2 separate regions of the Mus musculus genome follow, and region 1 is linked to region 2. Evidence: chromatin contacts called from public promoter capture Hi-C data. All regions are on one chromosome and are shown on one strand. The core of a region is the stretch at or near the end of the contact, and the rest is flanking DNA. Distances in the headings are between cores, read along the strand shown.

Region 1 (2,777 bases), core at 215-2,714, 330 kb before region 2:
AATCAGTTAATGAAGGACTGGTGAGGCTTAGTGGGAGACAAGACAGGAGGGAGTGTTTCTATCTCAGCTCTCCTGCTCTGTGTCAATGTCATGTCCTCAGAACCCCAGGTGGGATGATTGGATGATTCTCTTCCTGTGGGGTGGGGGTGAGGGATCCTAAGGCCCTCGGCCATGCTGAAGCACAGCTGTATTTCCATTCTCATTCCTGAAATCTCATTCACAGACACATCTGGATAGGTCAAGTTACTCTTTCCACATCATTCCTCCTACACATTCTCCTCTCTAAGCCTCGAGAGTCCAAAGAGGGAGAGAGGGCTTTTCTGAGGATGCAGAGTCACCACCCTTTCCTAATTCTTCCCAAAGCCAGGGCCATGGGAAGAAACGATGGCAAGGAGCTCCCTGCCCGGGTGTCTCCTCTTTCTGTTTCTTCTTGTCACACTTGCACTTTCTCCAAGGTTGAGAGTGCTGGCTCCTTCCAGCCCTGCCAACCTCAACGCTAATTAAGTGGGTGGAACCACCGGCCTGCCCACACACAGTTTGCCATCTATCCCTGTTAAGGGTCCTATCACCCCCAAGACTCCCCCCCACCACAATCTCCTCATCTCATCCACCTTACAAACACCCCTTGCCTACTCCCATAGTTTCCTCAAACTTTAGTCCACGCTTGGGGTCCCCATCTGTGCCCTACTGATTCCTTTCTCCTGACCCCAATTCCCATAAAATCAGAGCTGTTATTTTAGGAAACAAAGATTATAGGGCACTAGCAGGGAAAAATTCCAAGCCTCTTATCCCTCCCATGATTCTCTTCTCTACTGTCTTGCTCTTTGCATCCAAGCAACCCTCCATCCCCCAAAATCTAACTTCAACTCACACTGTGCTCATTTTCAGAAAAGGTATTTTATATGTGAGCCTTTTTTTTTTAATCCAGGAAATTGGCAGGGCTATGAGACCAGAAACTGTAGCTCGGTCGTTAGGCGAACCCAGAGTTCTGACCACATAGTAAGGCAATTATGCCTCAGGCACCAAGGAGCACCAATGGCAGGGAGAAGCAGGGAAGGTAGGAATCAGTGTAACCGAATGGAAGATGAGAGACACGTCTCTTTTCTGTGCCCTCATGTCTGTGGAGTTTAGGACAAAGGTTTTAGATAATTAGGTACAAAGGTTTAGATAATGAGGTACAAGCCAGAGGAAGTTTTGGCCACTGCCATTTGGGTGTCTAAGAACATGAGTGCACACAGGAAATATAGCATCGGTATTAACCTCCGACCTGAGCGCCCGAAGAATTTTAGCCATAATGGTCCCAATTATAAACAATCCACATAACTTCCATTCCCAGCAGAAACCAAGTTTGCTTCCCTCACCTGTCAGCAACGCCAGGGGCAGGAGCAGGTGAGGGATGGAGAGAGACTCCATGGGCGCTTGTCCGGTCCAGTCCGAGAGGCTCTGAGTCGCTCTGTCCCTCTCCTTGGCTGTTTTCGTTACTTTCCCTCCTATCCTGCCCCCTCCCACTGGCAGCTAAAAATAAAGTTGGATGGAATGGGAGTGGTGGTGGAAGGGAGCTGTGGGGAGCCCAGGACAGGAACACAGAGCAGCCTTAGTCCAGCTCTCTACCTTGGTGCTGCCCCCTGGAGGCCTCAGCTAATATTCAAAGAAAACACAAATTTTGACCCTTTCTGAGGCTACTTTTATGCACGGTTTATTTATTCAATAATTTCCTCCAGTTTGGAACAGAAAGTAGGACTTAGAGACAATATTTTTTGCCTTATTAATCTTAACATGGGATATGCAAAATAACAGCTGACAGCAGTGACAGCAGCATTTTCCTACCTACTGTGTGAAGGGCAGTCCTACTGTGTGACCTTGCCAATCCACTGAGTTATGGTCATGCTTGTGTGTGTCTAATAGCTTTTGGGGAGTCACTGCCTGTAGACAGGTGTGCTTTGTGGTGTCAAGATAATTACTTTGGTTGAAAACATCTCACCCCTAACTTGAGGCTGTTCACGGATTGTTTTGAATTGGGACCATTATGGTGTGTCCGCACCTTTCCCCCAACATTTAAATTTTCAGTGAAATCCTGTAACCATGTTAGCTGCTAACGCCAAGGAAAGCCATCCACAGTCAGAGAGCTAAGGCTTACAATGACCAGACCATGAGAGACCAGATGTCAACGAGCAGCTGGACACAGTAACACTCACTGTAGGCTACTCAGAAGCCTAAAGCAGGGGAGCTCAGAGCTTCAGCCCTGCCTAGGTACCACAGTGAAAACAGGCAATCCGTCCCCCCACCCCACCCCCGCCATCTTGAATTGAATAAAAAAGTCAGTGAGCAAACTGATCTTTAATTTGTTAGCCTAGAAGGCTTGCTTGCTCTGTGGGCAAGGACCAGTTATTTACATAGAATCATTGTACAGTATTTACAGGAAGAGGCCAGACATGGCATCAGCCTGGGTAGTCAGAGAAAGAGCAAGAGCCAAGTGCGGAAGGAAACTCTAATATCAACGTGTACGCAGAAACTGGAAAGTGTGGAGGCAGTCTGCTGAGGCAGACCCAGGGGAGAAGCCTCAAACAGCCTGCAGCGGTGTGAGCGAAGAGACGCCGGGCATGAAATGAAGCCTGGGAAAGTATGGAGGGTGGAAGGGAAGAAAAATGCTACATGAGGTTTCAGAAAAAAAGAATACAATTAGCACTTTGCTATCCATAACTTAAGCTTCCCCTACCAAAAAGTAACCCACCCCCCTCCTTTTAAATATCTGGCCAGGAGGCTAAGAAAGAGAATTC
Region 2 (2,749 bases), core at 150-2,649:
AAAACAGGAGCCACGGCAGATGAGCATAATTACACAGGCCTAGTCCAGCCTCATTTTATTAAAACAAACAGGGGGAGATGTGGGAAGCCACATGTGCCGTTGCAGAGTGGCACTGACTACTGCTGGCCACCACGCATAAGATTGGACAAACAACCAATGTGTACATATGCAGTAAAGTTTTTTGCAAAAACACTGCCTGGCCCAGACATGATAATGAGGTTCTGTAAGGTACTGAGAGTATAACCAATCAGATGTGAGACATACAAATGAGGTATGATAATGAGGTTCTGTAAGGTACTGAGAGAGAGTAGCCAATCAGATGAGGAACATGCAAATGAGGCTTAGTGCATAACCAATCCGGGTGTGAGACACGCCCCTCCTAGGCCTATAAAAGCAGCACCAGTTCTGGGCTCAAAGTCTTTTCGCCTCTACAATCAAGCTCTCCCAATAAACGTGTGCAGAAAAATCCTGTTGCAGCGTCGTTCTTCCTGGCCAGTCAAGCGCGCACAAGAGCTGCCCACCTGCGACCATGCTCCTTGGAAGTAAGGCCTAAGAGACAGGATTTCTGCTCAACAGCAACTGGGCACTTCTGGTTTCCGAGGAGGCTGATTTTAGCTTCATGGTGCCTGTTCTTTAGGACACACCACGGATTCCTGCCCTTTTAAGCAAAACTGAAAGGAAAAGTAATGGCTTGGGACCCCCAAGACTATGTTCTCAGCACGGAGGAGACAGGGAAGCAGGAAATAAGACAGGAGACAGAGGAGGAGGGAGAAGGGAAGAGAACAAAGTAGAGGGGGCAGGGATATTTGTCCTGGACTGGGACACAGGACTGCCTCTGGATAGAGAGGAGACAGATGTGGCACATAGGCAAATGGCAGTTTATAAAGGCACAAGAGGAAACCCCTACGATGGGATGTTTAATTTTGATTGGGCATATGAATTAGGTGAGCCAAAGAGGGCTTTTGATTGCTGGACTTCAGTACTTTGATAGCAGGCCTTGGTAGTCAGCCTCAGGGGGAGGAAGTGGCCAAATAAGGGAATAGACCATGGTGGCCAGCTTCAGGAATGTAATCTAATGATTTTTAGCAAGGCGGAGAGAGTGGGGGAGAAAGACAAGGCCTGCCTGAGTCATGCTTACCACACTCAAGCTGGCCAGAGTCTCCTGAGAAACCACCATTCACTGTGGGGAGCAAGCCCATCATGTAGTCAAGCAACCCTGAGGAGGCAGCACTGGTCATATGTGCATTAAATGTTCTAGTACAGAGACAGTGAACTCAAACGCAGTGAGGGAATCTATACCCACAGCGCCAGATTCTCCTAACACCCACAGTCCCACAGATGACATCAGGATGGAGTAGGTAGCACAAGCGTGTCTGTCCTGCAGGAGCCAGCTTTACACTACAGCTCACTGGTTGTATCCTAGGAACACGAGGCAAGTGGGGCGTTTCCAAGGAACTAGACAGGCAGGCAAGAAACTGCTCAAAAAACAAGGGCTTCCCACAGCAGGCAGGGAAGAGCAACTTCTGCCTTGGCTGGCAAGGGTGCTGTCCAAGGTCTGGGTCAGATTGTGGCAACCGTGCCTCTGTGGCTTAGTGTGAAGTGTCAGAGTTCTAGGGCTCTCTGCCCTGGAACCTGCAAGAGGCCAGTCGGGTATAATATCCCTGGCTTGCAATCTCTGCATAATGTCTGAAAATGCTGTTCCAAACTAGAGACAGAGAAACTAAAGTGGATGCCTTTCCTTTATGGCCTTGACCTGGTGCAGGAAATTCTTTTGTAACTTCCCGGCATTGCCCAGAGGACTGGAGGCTGTTTTCTTTATCTTAAAAGCTGAATTTTACTGTATTGCCTTGAGGTTGGATTTCCTGTTAGTTTGCTTTCAGTTGCTGTGATGAAGGCTGGGATTAGGAGCCGGTCCAGGAGGGTTTATTTCATTCACATTACTTTGTTTGTTTGTTTGTTTAAATAAGAAAGCTTTTTTATCTTATTTGTTGTTTGTATATGCTTGTGCCTATTTGTTTAAAGGCAGGTGAGGGAAGGGCAGAGGTCAGGTTTTGCCTTCCACTGTGGAGTTCCCAGGACTGAACTCAGATCGTCAACATTTGGTGACAAGCTCCTCCACCCTACTGAGTCGTTTCACCCAGAACCTTATTTCTGTTGTTCACTTTTCATGAAGCCTCCCCAAGTTCTAAGAAGTATAAACAAAATTCAAAATCCATTTTTTTTCTCATTAAGAGTATAGTTCTCGGGTCAACTCTGTTGGCAGGTATTGCTAGGAATATAGACTATTTCCTTCTTCAAACTCCAAAGGGCTGGAGAGTACAGATGCTAACCGTGGTGAGTGGCTTCTTATGTCCAGGGTATGCCTCCTCCCCAACCCCCACCCTCGACCTCTTGTCTGGGTTTCCAGGGCTCTGGATCTGCCCAGGACATTCCTCCTGTAGCCGCTCTCCCATTGGCCAGCCCAAGGTCCAGCTGGAATCATGAACCTTCTAGCCAATGGAATTTCTTTGATCATTTGAGGTGTCTAAATCAAGTTCTACACATGTACACCATTTGGTCTGGTCCGAGAGCAAATCTAATGGACAGTTTCGTAAGTTCCAGACACAGTGCTACTAATTAGAAGCTTAAGAAATTTTGAAAAGGGAGATCTTGCATTGGCTGGGAATTGAGCCCAAGTCCCCCATGTGGGAGGCGAGAATTCTACCACTGAACCACCAATGCTCCCCATGCATCTAGTTTTGAAGGGCAG

The links. Promoter capture Hi-C pulls out the DNA fragments that hold promoters and counts their contacts.
Region 1: a promoter capture Hi-C map of hippocampal neurons shows a contact between it and region 2, with 2.2 times the contacts expected there. The contact joins the promoter of Itga10 here to the enhancer-like site in region 2. A contact is called at or near these places in 12 of 39 promoter capture datasets (the 3T3-L1 cell line, the C10 cell line, the HPC-7 cell line and 9 more), 1 of 484 Hi-C or Micro-C datasets (liver) and 6 of 115 datasets of contacts at active chromatin or transcription factors (the 230-238 cell line, bone marrow-derived macrophages, embryonic stem cells and 2 more).

Annotation. Positions count from the first base shown.
Region 1 is chr3:96,644,271-96,647,047 of GRCm38.p6, reverse strand. It overlaps Itga10 (integrin, alpha 10), which reads right to left and starts at 1,464. Exons shown (of 30, transcript NM_001302471.1): 1 at 1,362-1,464. The coding sequence starts at 1,413. Pex11b (peroxisomal biogenesis factor 11 beta) reads right to left here. Exons shown (of 4, transcript NM_011069.3): 4 at 1,667-2,777.
Region 2 is chr3:96,311,226-96,313,974 of GRCm38.p6, reverse strand. No RefSeq gene overlaps it. Among named protein-coding and RNA genes, the nearest start is that of n-TNgtt4, 9.5 kb to the left of the region's middle. Within about 2 kb of position 1,399, at least 15 of the 459 cell types and tissues checked have an H3K27ac peak or open chromatin away from gene starts, as enhancers often do. A contact at or near this core is called in hippocampal neurons and stem cell-derived epiblast-like cells, where this site is marked.